Linked DNA regions of Hordeum vulgare: region 2 is linked to region 1. A link is a contact called in public Hi-C data. All regions are on one chromosome and are shown on one strand. Each heading gives the region's core, a stretch centred on a gene start, on an enhancer-like site or on the middle of the called end of the contact. The rest is flanking DNA. Distances are from core to core; before and after follow the strand shown. Region 1 holds the start of LOC123403130 (probable protein phosphatase 2C 11). Region 2 holds the start of LOC123401488 (putative F-box protein At3g16210).

Region 1 (6,652 bases), core at 2,627-5,126:
CTTCAAGGGAAAAACCAACGCAAGCTCAAGAGGTAGCAATGTCACATACAAGGAAGATTCCACAAGACTTGGTGATCAAGACAAGGACTCTTCTACACCGACGTAGCCGACTAGAACTCTTGTTATCCTAGGCCTATGGTGCATTATATAAACCAAGGCCAAACTAGTCGGCAGACAAGCTCATATTGAGATACATTAAGCTCATTACGATTAGGGTTTTAGACCACAACATCCAACCTCAAGATAGATCAATTATGTACTTTGTACTACTTCATCAATACAACAAGAGCATGATGTAGGGTTTTACCTCTATCAAGAGGACCTGAACCTGGGTAAACATCGTCTCCTTCGTCCCTTGTTATCCATCTTTCCAAGATCCATAGTTCGGACCCCCTACTCGAGATCAGCCGTTTTTTACACCGAGACCTAGTCTTAAACCCTTGGTGGTTGTTGTTGTTCTAGCCTAAAACTTGTTGGTTGCAAGCTTTTAATGAACTGTAAACCCCTTATGCCCTCCCAATGAACACCTCATACCACTTTTCCTAGTAGTGCACAGGAGGAACAATTGAAGCAGCAAGCAAAGGAGCACACAAACATCAATCAATGGAGCAAAGAGAAGAAGTAAGCATGCATGATCATATGGCATAGCAATTCCAGCCTAGCACTATTATGGTGTCACCCTACCATCACATTCAAAAGAGGTTGTCATCCTACCGCCGCAAGTTCACTATCATCATGTGGGGTTAGTATATACTACCTCAACAAAGTATACAGAACATCAAACAGTTTTCAAGCCATAGCAACACAAATATTCGTAGTCATCGTCATCGTCATCGTCGCCATCGCCGTCCATAATCATGCACGCGGTAACCAACAAGAAGTTCTAGCAGTAGTGCTTGCCCAACCAGCTCATGAGGCAAAGCACTCTGTGAGCGTCTGCGATGGCAACAAACCCAACACCTTGGGCCTTGTTGTCCAGTAGGTGGCTCAAAGCAGCCATGAGAGCCTCATCACTGAAACCAGCTTGCTACATTATGGAGTTGCACATGTCAGGGTGGACGTAGAAGGACTTGCTCTCCCTAATGACGGTTGCCACCTACTTTATGGCCTCAGTCATGCTGGTGAATACACTGATCTCCTCCTCCATTAGGACGCCCATCTTACTATTCCTATCAACCACAGGGAAGTGCTCATAGGGCTTGTTAGGGCCATCAAGGACTACCTGTGCGTCCTGGGTATCCGGGAACTCCGACATGGACGAACCGAGAGGCTCACCTGAGCCCATGGCATGCTTGCCGGTTGCCAGCCCGAAGGAGAAGATGTGTTGCATCTGGTTGTAGTTATGGATGGGTTTGTTGAGGAAGTCAGCGTCATTGGGGTGGTCCTAATAAAGAAACACATCATTATTAGTTGCGAGTAGGTAATGGTTGACAGTGTGGAAAAACAAGGGGTGTGTGAGCTAACCGTTGTGTGGCCAGTGTAGTGCCCTCCCTTCAGAACGATCGATCAAGTGTTCTCATCCCATGAGGCACCGCTAAGATCTCTCAGCTTGGACACTTGGATCCACCGAGCTCTCCACTTCCTAAGGTGGTTGTACACCTGACTGAAGGTCACCTCCTGGCCACAGAACTCAAACACCTACTACGCAACGGTGTTCAAGTGCACCTCCTTGAAGCCCTTGTCAGTCCTAACCCCTCTAGATATGAGTTTCATATCTTGTTAAGCACGAACCTGGACATGAATGGTTGCCACTTCATGTTTTTTCCCCTACCATCCTTCTTTGCGTTGTGGCTGTTGTCAGTGCAGCAGCAACAACAACAACACCAGTTGGCTCAACGAGCATAACTGGCACACAAATAGAACCACCACCTAAAACCTCAAACACATCTGAATCAGCTGGCATGTGCTCATCGAGGGGTACTAGGAGTCCTTGACATAGGATGTAGCGAACTGGCTCTCGGACATGACAATGGTCTGACTAAGATCTTGCCTCCGCGTGATAATGTCCTACAAATTGTAGCACACATTAACAGTAAGCATATCACATACTATTGGACGATGTACGATATGAGCAAGGTAGCACACAGTACTCGATGATTATGATATGAGCAACATACATCACTATCCTACTACTCTAGCATGCTACAAATCCACCACCAATAATTACCACAACAACACAATCTACCATATGCTCATAGATCGGCACACGAATCAACCCTACCACATGCTTGAACATCAAACCCTGCCACCACATGCTCTCAGATCTGTACACAACGAACAAACAGAAATGGGTGATTGAACTCACGGAGGCCATGACTGCAGCTCAAGGGAGACACGAGAATGGTCGGAGAAGGTGAACACACGAGTCGCCGTCGTCATGGACCGTCGACCGAAGAAGGAGCGCAACTTACCTGCTCGTCCGCGCCGATGTGTGCCTGAGGGAAAACTCGAAATGGGGGAGAAGGGTGGCGAAAGTTTAGACGGCGAGGCGAAGGAGCGAAATAGGGGCGATTGAATTGGCGGGAGGTGAGCCAAAATCCTCGTGTCGACTTTTTGAAGACGCATGCGAAATCTCGTCATCTCATTGGTCGCACGAATGTAGCGGCACGTTCCCCTCCCTCCTTCGGTCGGGCCTCGCCCTTTAAAAACTGTCAATTCAGACGTATAACGGTTTTGGCTCAGAGATGCTTAAAGTTCGCGCAATGCGAACCAAACGGTATGAACACCAAACATGATGTATTCTCCCCGGACGAGACTGATTGGGCCTAATACGAGCTACCAACACACCCTAAACTGATCTTTTCGCGCAAGTTATTATACTTCGATGTATTTATCTAAAAAGAGAAATATTAAAACCTGCCATTGGACATTAAGAAGTACTCCCTCCGTTTCTAAATATAAGTCTTTTTAAAGATTTCACTATAGGGCTACATACGAAGCAAAATGAATGAATCTATACTCTAAAGCATGTCTATATACATCTGTATGTAGTTCTTTTAGTGAAACCTCTTAAGAGCATCTCCAATAGCCGCGCTTCGCGCCGCGTCCAAAAAATGCGTTTGCCGCGCGCGCTTCGGCTGGTTTAGCGCTGGCTACAACAGCCACGCTATAATGCAGCGCGCGCGCCGCTCCAGCAGTGCCCAAAAATGCAGCGCGCACAGCACGCACAAACCTTGCGGGCGCGGCGCGGCAGCGAGCTCTCGGGCGCTGTTCCTCGGACGTCGGAGGCGCGCGAGGGCCGGCCGGACTAGGAGGAGGTGGGGCGGAAGCGCGGCGGCGCGGGGAGGCCGGGGAAGCGCTTGAACGGTCGCCGGGGGGCGCGGGCGGCGCCCGCAGCGGAGACAGGCCGGGGAAGCGCCTGAGTGGTCGCCGGCGGGCGCGGGCGGCGACGACGGCGCGGGGATAGGCCGGGGAAGCGCTGAAGGTCGCCCGGGGCGCGGCCGGATGGGGGAGCGAGAGCGGAGGAGCGAGCGCGCGAGAGCGGAGGAGCGAGCACGGAAGAGTCGCGCGCGCGGGAGCCGGCGCAGCAAATAAGGGGCGCATGATTGCGTTTCGGCCAGCGCGCTGAACTGGAAATGACGCGCGCGCCCGTTTTTGCGCGTCCGTTGGAGCTGCCCGCCGCGTTGCGCGCGCGCTAAAACTGCCTTTTTTGCGACGCGGCGTTTGTATAGTGCGCATGTTAAAGATGCTCTAAAAGACTTATATTTAGGAACGAAGGGAGTAGGTTCTTGTCAGTGTGTGCTGTGAGGAATACAAGAACTGCTGACACGTTAAAACGGAAAATTCCCGTGACAGGAACGTGACGCCGGAACATTTTGTATTCCATTCCTGTCAGCGGCGACACCACCAACACCAGCCAGCCCACCGAAAAAGAAGACAAATTCCATCTCGCGCTGCATCTTATCACCTTCCTTGCCCCTCCACGACCGCAAGGGCCGCCCACCTCCGTCCCGCGCCGCTTCCAAAACTCCAAATCGGAATCTCCTCCCTCCCTCCCCGCGACAGCCCGGCACACGCGCACCCGGCCGTGATCCGCCACCTTGGGCCGCCGCGCCAGCCGTCATGCAAGGTACAGCAAGTCCTGACCGAGAATTCGCTTCCTTTCTCGATGCAGCTGGTTTCTTGGCCTGTGTCTCCGGTGTGCATTCTTCTCCGTTCTTCCCCAGCCCTCCGCGAGGTCGGGTTTCTCGAGGTGGGCTGTTGACTGTCAGTTATCGCAGTCGATCTTGGGATGGGGTTCTCGTTGCCGAATTGGGAGCCGTTGGGAGGTGGAGTGGAGATGGTATAGATTTGAGACCTGGGAATGGTTTCTGTGCAATGGCCGTATCATTGTATGCCCTGTCATCATGCGCCATTTCTCGTTTGTTGGCGATAGATTTGCGCGAACCTAACTTGTAGTGTGCTCCATGGGTGGATCATACGAAGCAGCACAGGTGGTTGCTTATTTTATTCAATTATTATCTTATTATAAAGAATTCACCTGCTGCTTATTTTATGAGAAAAGCATGTGCTTCCTGGACGTGTTTTAATTCGTACCACCTTGTGTGTGACATTTTGAAAAGAATTATCATAAATTGTGATAATTATTGCTGGTGGTTGAATAAAGTGCCATAGATTATCTATGGCGGCCACGGGGGTTGGGCTACTTCTGCTGCCGTGCAGGTATGATTGGGGTTTTGCAGTTGTCGCTTGTGACTTCTGATGTCTGTCGTACAATGATTGGGTTTCTTATATGGAGGGCTCGAGATGTCTTGATGATAAGTTCGAGTTGGGAAACTATATATGTTCTTGTTGGTGATCCATGGCACTTATATCTGAGTGTCTTAGGTTCTTGTCTCTGCTATTTTCATTCTGTTTCATCTCCATTGCTATTTTCCACATCTGTTACGTGCTAATTTGGGCAGTTGCGCTCTTGATATTTTGGCCTATCAAAGTATCATGCTGATGCACAGTCTTTCTGTTGCTATTTGGGCTTGTTGTATGTGCCTGATTTTGCTCCTCTGTTTGATGATGATTCTTGACATCTTGATTTTCTTCAGGAACTTTTTAGCTTCCTATGGAACTGTAATGGGAGCTTGAGATTTGATGCACTGGAATGTTGTTAACAAGGTTCACAGCTACTTGAACTGTGGTATCCATTCTACATCGCAGGTATATGTTTCACTGTTAGCAGATGTGTCCGTCGGTGTAAGTGTCATTCAGAATGACCTGATTAATTTCCAGTACTTAACTGTTCTATTATGTTTCCATTTTGATGATATGCAGATTTCTTTCCTTGCCAAGATGGGAGTTTACCTCAGTACTCCAAAGACCGATAAGCTATCTGAAGACGGGGAAAATGATAAACTCAAATTTGGTCTTTCATCTATGCAAGGGTGGCGTGCAAGCATGGAAGATGCTGTGAGTTTTCCACTTCAAGGCTATTCTAATTGTTTAATGTCACTTAACAACACTGAACATTGAGTCTGTTTTTTCTATAACGTGTACCTTGATGCCCGTTGTTGTGTATTAGAAGAAAAACGTCAATAAGGATTATAAAGTACAAACAACCAGTGGTGGGAACGACCAAACGAAAACAAAGACAAAAAAAAGAGTAAACCAAAACAACATTGAGCTCATGAAAGTGGTTTTTCTACTCCAACGGACATTGCACCCACATGATGCACCCATGACCGAAAACATAGCAAATAAAATTTAAAAAAAAACCCAGAAACTTTGTGGCTTCGATTATGACCAAATGCTTTAGGTGCTTGCAAAATTCAGTGGCCAGATGAAATCTGAGGAGCTCTGTGCAAGAAAAACAAAATTTGTGCTCAAACACATGTCCACTGTTTGGGCAGAATTTGTATTTCGTCTGTGTGGAGATCATTTGACGTTATTTGGCCACCAAACTTTCCAAGCACCTAAAATATTTGTTCATAATCAATGCCACGAAGTTTCAGATTTTGTTTGCTACTTGTTTTGATTTTACTGGTCATCATGGGGTGCAATGAACTTGGGTGTAGCTACTACTTTTCCTTGAGCTCATTTCTTAATAGAAACCTTGTTGTCATGATCCAACTTCCTTATCATGATCATACTTACTACCTGAAAGTAATGCTGATACTTTGAAGCTGGTGGGGCCACACATTCTAGTTTTGACTTTGACTAGTGCTTCTATGCTCTCTCCCAGCTAGTGTAAAGCCGGCACTGTAGAACACATTAAACTAAATGCTTGGTTCGCAACCACCCCTGCCTGTGACATAATGTTGCTACAGGATTTGTCCAATCTAGTTCCTGAGAGCTGTACAAAACATTAAACTGAATGCCTGATTCGCAACCACTAACTGCTCCTCCAGTTATTTTATGTGGCTTCACGATTTGTCCAATCTAGGTCCCGAGAGAGCATAGAAGCACTGTTATTTATCTTCCACGGCAACTTGGTGTGGACTTCGTGGGCGCATGAAACATTTGATGTATTATTTATTTTCACCATAAAAGAGATGCCCATTTCCAATATCCAAACTTGTTCATTTAATGAATTGACAAAGAATAGGTGTGCTATTGTTTTATTTTATTTTGTCATAGTTTCAGGCTTTCAGTTTAATAACAATCATTATCGGATGCATAAGCTCTTGTTTATTAATCTTTCCAGATTCTAGTGAATCAATGT
Region 2 (6,652 bases), core at 2,904-5,403, 200 kb before region 1:
TTTACAGAAGACCTGCATAGCATATAAAAAGAAAAATCCTACAGCAGAAAAGCCATCTCTGCATCTGCCACCGGAATGTAATTCCAGTTCATCGGTCAAACCAATCTGTACAAGTCATTCATCCAAAAGCTACTAAAGTTACATCGCCGATTTTTTGTATGATCCAAACAGTAAACGTTGGATTCACTAATATTGTGGACTTCTACCAAAACCTCCAAATTTGGATCTTCTCAGCATTAACACAATGCCAGCAATACAAACATAGAGAAGCAATAGGTAATTTGTAGAATACTGGCACACCAAGAAATTCTATTGCCACCATCATGTTTTTGGCCGCATTCCATCTTAGTAGAGGCTAAAAGTTGGTTGTTTAAAGAAGTCCATCAGAGGCCAATTCTGAACAGTTTAGCTTATCAAATCATTTAAAACAGTTCTTTTGTTTTGATATGCATATGAGGGTCATGGGGTAGAAAAGGAGGAACGTCTGGTTTCCAGCTCAGCTCGTAGTCGTACTTTTCTTATCAGTAGATACACTTCCATTCAATCTACAATATATTTCATTCTTTTTAATTTTAAATCTGTACAACATCGAAACAATACCTTGGCCAACACTTCTAATGATAAATGTTAGTGCAAGATGCAATTCATGATAAAAGTAGCATTTATGGTGAATCTGGCCATTTTGATCATGCATTTAATATGAAGTATTGAACACCTAACATGACCAAATGTGGAGAAAACATACTGCCCACAAACCATTATTACAAATAGTTGGATAACTGGCAGTTACATATGCCAGTTAGAAAAACATTGAGAGATATGCTGAGAAAATATTTAAGCAAACCAGTTGGCATTAGAACAATTGTCCATAAAACTGTAACAACTGCAAGCAAAATGATAAATAGTCCTAGTATTTACTGAGAGCATGCTCTTCAAGTATCATAATAGTCTGTAATGATCCCAAATATCATATCACCAATGTGAAACAGGCAAATGGCATAGCTATAAATCTGTATAAACAAAGAACATACACAGCAAATGAGAGGGAACAACATACAAATAAAACTATGACTTGATATATCCATAACGATGAAAAATAATCAAATTCAATGTGGCATGTGGTAGAAGAGGAACAAAAGAGCTTCCATGAAGCACGTGAAATATGATGTATTTATTTATGCGACCGCTAAACATGGCATCATTCTCATCTACGAGCAGACACAAACAAATGCACAAAAAAGGGAAGGGTCCTAAGTCAGCAGTCAGCAGAGGAGCTAGAGGGAGAACCTGTCTAACAGAACTGGGAGAGTATTAAGGAGAAGGTAACTGAAAAGAAGGCAGGTCGATGAACAAGGAAGGAAAGTGAAAGAGCACATCCAATAGAGAGGGGGCAGAACATCAGAGAAGGTAGGTGGGTGAAGGCATGAGGAAGAGAATGGAGAGCTGCTAATGAAGGGATGAGAAAGCATGGTGTCCAGAAAAGATCAAATATGTAGCCTGACAGGAGGGCGTTGCAGGTGGCCAGATGAGCAACAGCTAAGCAAAGTGTCGTAGAGAAAACCTGGATCCTCTCTTGTGCTTGAGAAATGGCAGTAAAAAAGGAAAGCAATATATTTTGTTTAAGAAGAGTTCAAGTGCCTGAACCTGCTTGCAGAAGATAAGCTTACCTGCTCAACGCATCACAATAGCATATCTAACCGGACAAGAATCTTATGTGTACAAAAGATCAGCTCCATCATGTCCACCACCAATGGATGTTTCTGCAAGCATAAAAGGTCAAACAACCAACGACATTCCAACAAAAAGCCAAACAGATACAAGGACATTTCAAGATATTTAGATACAGTTTGAGGCAGCATGAAGGAAAGATAAAAAAAACAGACCTCCTGTCAAATTTAATGAATATTCCAAAAAAAAAAGAGTAAAGACTGATTATCATAAAAATGAAAAAGACGCACACTCAGACTATTAGCTTGTCAGAAGAGACAGTTATCCAGAATTATTACGCTCATTCCCCGCCATATTGGAAATATAGAAATATAATCTTCGAGTAAATTTAGCCTAAAAGGAAATGAATTTATTAGTTTTCTCTGGTAGAAAATGACTTGCTACTCGCAGCAGTGACCCTCATAAAAGTGATAAAATGAAAAATCATTTGTATATTTCAAATAAATTCATCATTATGAGTTTAAGATTTGTAGAATGAGATAACAATATTGAATGGAAGAATCAGAGCTATCTTTAAGCTTCCAATGTATCTATTGAGTCATGTAGTTATCTTCAACTTCACAATATTATGTTGTCTTATTTTGAGAGAAAAACTGGACTGCAGCTATGCACTAAAACCATTCAGTTCCTGCAGATGTCAATACTCAGGCAAGAGTCAAATTTTGTTCAATTATAACACAAATAATTTGCAAATCTTGGTATTCATTGTTTTATTGTATGCATGGGTATTTATATAATAAAGTGATAAATACAGTTTGCTAGCTCTGACTTCATGGGTATTTATATAATAAAGTGATAAATACAGTTTGCTAGCTCTGACTTCAACCATAAACATTACTGAGTGAAGTTAACATTAGGCCAATGCCCACTGCCTGGCTACAGAACGTAAGATAAATACACATAACACTAAAAGATATTTTCTAGATCATAATCATTACATCCGTGGCATGCAAGCCTCAAAACAGAACACTGCATCGCTATATGTTGAAAGGTCATCAAGCCGCAAAAAAAACCTGATATGACACTACTTAAAATTGATAGCTTAACAAGAAAGTGTGTGCACGGTATTACATCAAACAATTATCAAAAAATAACTTGGTTTTATTATACCCATGGCATAAATTATGATATTACCTGCAGTATAGACACTTTCGAATGAGTGATAGTAAGTGATGATGTTGGTTCCCAAGACTTTCTCAAACTGTAGTGACTCAACCTGTAACATGACAAGACCGTCAATTGTCCACAAGAGAACCACATTATTTTCCTCAGCAAACCCTAGTATTATTTGGCTCCCCATTTCCTCTGCTTCCAAGTGAAGTAGCTGGTCATTTCCAATGGTTCTTCCCAACACCCATGAAGCAACACCATCAGAATTGGCCCTTCTGTTCCAAAATTGGGTGCTGAAGCCTGATAAAACGAGGAGACCAATTCCACCGCCATCTGCCCGTATCAGCGACAACTGAAAAAACCTGAGGTCATTTACTGGCATAGGTATCACAGTTAGTCTTTGCCTATCCATATCAAATTCAAGGATCCCAACCGAACTCCCAGCAAGCAACCAGTAAAGAGAACCCCCAGCCAGCACAGCAGGCTGGGTCATAGAAATCATGGTGCGATCCTCAGATTGAAGCGGTGTTGTGATAAGAATGCCCCATATACCGGATTCCGACGAGTAAACGTAGGCAACCGCTTGCGTAATTTGTCTCTCACTGCTGCCAACCAAGGCCACCTGGAAGTGGTTGACGTCTCCGGCAGAGCGAAGCACCGCCCCGCTGATGGAATATTCATCCATGTCGAACCCTGGGGGGAAGGCAATGCGGTGCTGCTCGCCGGTGACGGGGTCCCACACAAGGAGCTCGAGACGCTTCCCAAGGAAGACGAGCACGAGGCCATGGCGGCATCCGAAGGAGACGAAGTGTCCGTCACGATCTTCATGTTGCAAGGAGAAGCGTTCGGGCGAGACACGATCCGGGGCCTTGAGGGAAGGTACGAAGGAGAACCCGTTGTCTACTTGGAAGAAACCGAGGAGGGGAGGGTTGCGGCGGTGGCGGCGGCAGAAGCCTGGATCGGAGACGATGCCGCGCCAGCGCTTGCAGACGAGGGATGCGCGGGGGAGGGAGGACGGCTGTGGGGGGAGGCGGAGGAGGATCTCGGAGAGGAGGTCGTCGTCCTCCAGCGGCGGCAACGCCGGCGAGGGGTCGTGGCGGCGGAGGCTACTCATCTCGGCCTAGGCGCCGACGCGATGCCGGATTTTTTCTACAGTAGAAATGGTGGGGGTATGTGTAGACGGTTAGAAATTTAGGGTTTGTGGTCTACCCCTATTCCTCTACGCTTATCTGTGGTGCCGCTCACAATCGCATATCTGAGGCTAGGGGGTAGGGACCTTCTTATACTGCGTTTCCAAAGAGTCCACCTCTTTTACAGTTATAAGATTCCTAGTCTTTAAACTAGTTTCCGGATAGAGTCCAGATCAAACTACCAACCACGATATAATTTGTCTGTTAGCGGATCCTATCCGTCGAGTCCCCGAAGCACGCGCTTGTGAGCAACGCATCATAACAGAGTATAAATTCCTCTAATTATGTAGATCAATATTAGGGCCGTAATCTAATTACACGATCTAGCTTCTTCCAATTATCAGCGTACCCGGGTAGTCTTTCCAATATATAAAATATATTGTATTCCGCTGATAATTGACCAGCTTCCTAAAGTATATACTTAAGTATTCCAACAAGTAATAATTCCATGATAATCATGTAAAGTAATTTCATGTATAAATACATGTATGATTCCATACTGAGGTATTTCAAATATTAGCAATTCCTATTATTTGAATATAGTTGCAGGACCCGTAATTCCAACATAGACTCGATCTGAGTCTGTTCGTTGTTGCTGCCTGGGCGCCCCATGCCGCGCCTGCCTGCTTGCCGTTGCATGCACGCGTTTGCCCCGCGTTGCTGCTCGCCTGCCCTGCGCAACATCAGCCGCTCGCTCGCTGCTGCTTGGGCGCCTCGTGCCGTGCTTGCCCCTAGCCGCGCCAGCCGCCCGCTCACGCTTGCCCTTACCTGCTCGCGTCGTCCGCCACGCGCGTTGCTGTTGCTGGCATCTGCCCCGTGCTGTGTTGCTGCTTGCGCCGCCCACCCCGGGCGCGTTGCGTGCTCGCCAGCCTGCTCGCGCCTGCGAGCCTCGCCGACCGCTTGCGCCAGCGCGTCCTGCTGCTTGCCTGCCCGCGGACGGATCCGTGGGCAGGCAGACTACGACAGGGCACTGCATCGGTGGCCTCAACGGAGCGGCGGCGTCTTCTCTCTGGTCGCACGGGTCGTGAAGTAAGTGCCATGTGTCTCTATTTTCTGAGACCAACCAGGACACGGGCGGACGTGAGCGTCCGTTTCTGTCCGTCCGCGAGCATTTGTGGCGCAAGTTTGGAAAACCAACTGCGAGAGTTGTTCATTTGGGCTTTCCGTTGGGTCTACGTTTTTCCCAAACGAACACGGACAAACAAGGATGGGGTCGCGGGTTGGAGTTGACCTCAAGTCTACAATGGATGAGAATGGTGTTTTGTCACTCAACCTCCATGAAGACCGACATTTAAAAAAATAAATATCAAAATTTCGGTTTTAAAAAATCAGGAAAAATTATACAACTAAATAAGGTTGTGATCCATGTCTGTGTAAAATTTCAAGCCAAATTATTTTGAAACACGACATGTAAAAAGACAAATTCATAATATAGAATGATAAATAGTATCATGTGTTAAAAAGCTTTAGATTTGACCTTTTTGTATAACATCCGTCTTAAGGTATTTAGCTCTAAAAATTTACACACTTGTATATTATGTATTCATCTATCTATGTATTCTTTTTAGAATTTTTTAAACGTTAAATACGAATTTTCACAGGAATTTAAAGTTTGCATTTGAAGGCCTTCATGCAGCTCGGCCTCCAAAAGCTATTTCCGACAATGGATGTACATTTTACCCTAAAAAGCACATTCTACATTTTGTATCACATATACATGTAGGTGCGTTATATATACTAGCACAATGCCCGTGTGTTGCAACGGGAAGAAAATATTTATTTTTTTATGCGTAAAATACAATTATTTTATAGGCAAGACTCTTCGCATTTTAGTATGGATTTTAAACAAACAACTTCGAATTTAAACATTAAACTGTGCAACTAAAGCTCATTTTTGTCTTTGTGTGTCCGAAACACCCACCTCTCAAACGTGATGATCTTGGGTCGAGATATAGTAGTATCTTGATAATCCGTCCATGCATAACCTTTCTGCCCAACACCTACGAAAAATAGTAGGCACGATAGAAAAAACATATTAAAAGAGAAGATGAGAAAAAAAAATGGTGGAAAAGCGAGCTCGGTGGCGTGGAGTCGCACCAATGATCTTTTTTTAAGATTTCAGGACTGCCTCACCTATAGCCGATGGGGAGGAAGATGAGCGCGGCTGAACGCGCAGTTGCCTAGGGAGCGACATACGATTTCGGTAGCGAGGAGTTTCGAGGCTTGATATATTGACTGGTGTTAATTTATATAGTTATGGATCGGGCCGTGATGCTTCGAGGCTCGTGCAGAGTCCTTGTTCGAAACTGGTCAAGCGAGGCGAGATCATGCGGTGAACGACGCTCGTTTTGAATTATTATTAGGTGCCCTTGGGCCGGGTGCGCTTGTGTCGTTCATGAACAAAATGGTTTTGAATTACGGGTTGAATAACAAAAATTACAGGTTTTTATTTATAAAAATATCGTGATAGGTTTTCCGACAGAAGCAATAGCCTATTTATTATTAGGTATAGATTCTTTAAATTTACCATGCAAATATATATATTCTTTAAATTCTTTGGAATGAGTAATTTTATTTTCAAGCTACATGAAAAAATATGGATCCATAACAACAAATAGTAAGTC

The links. Hi-C and Micro-C count contacts between places; a contact is called where the count stands out from the background.
Region 2: a contact with region 1 is called in a Hi-C map of leaf, with 2.1 times the contacts expected there. The contact joins the promoter of LOC123401488 here to the promoter of LOC123403130 in region 1. A contact is called at or near these places in 5 of 6 Hi-C or Micro-C datasets (leaf and seedling) and 1 of 1 datasets of contacts at active chromatin or transcription factors (embryo).

The regions. Positions count from the first base shown.
Region 1 is chr6H:115,446,968-115,453,619 of MorexV3_pseudomolecules_assembly, reverse strand. It overlaps LOC123403130 (probable protein phosphatase 2C 11), which reads left to right and starts at 3,876. Exons shown (of 12, transcript XM_045097092.1): 1 at 3,876-4,069; 2 at 5,040-5,151; 3 at 5,266-5,400. The coding sequence starts at 5,086.
Region 2 is chr6H:115,643,230-115,649,881 of MorexV3_pseudomolecules_assembly, reverse strand. It overlaps LOC123401488 (putative F-box protein At3g16210), which reads right to left and starts at 4,153. Exons shown (of 2, transcript XM_045095311.1): 1 at 2,863-4,153; 2 at 1-2,061. The coding sequence starts at 3,952. The coding sequence ends at 2,057.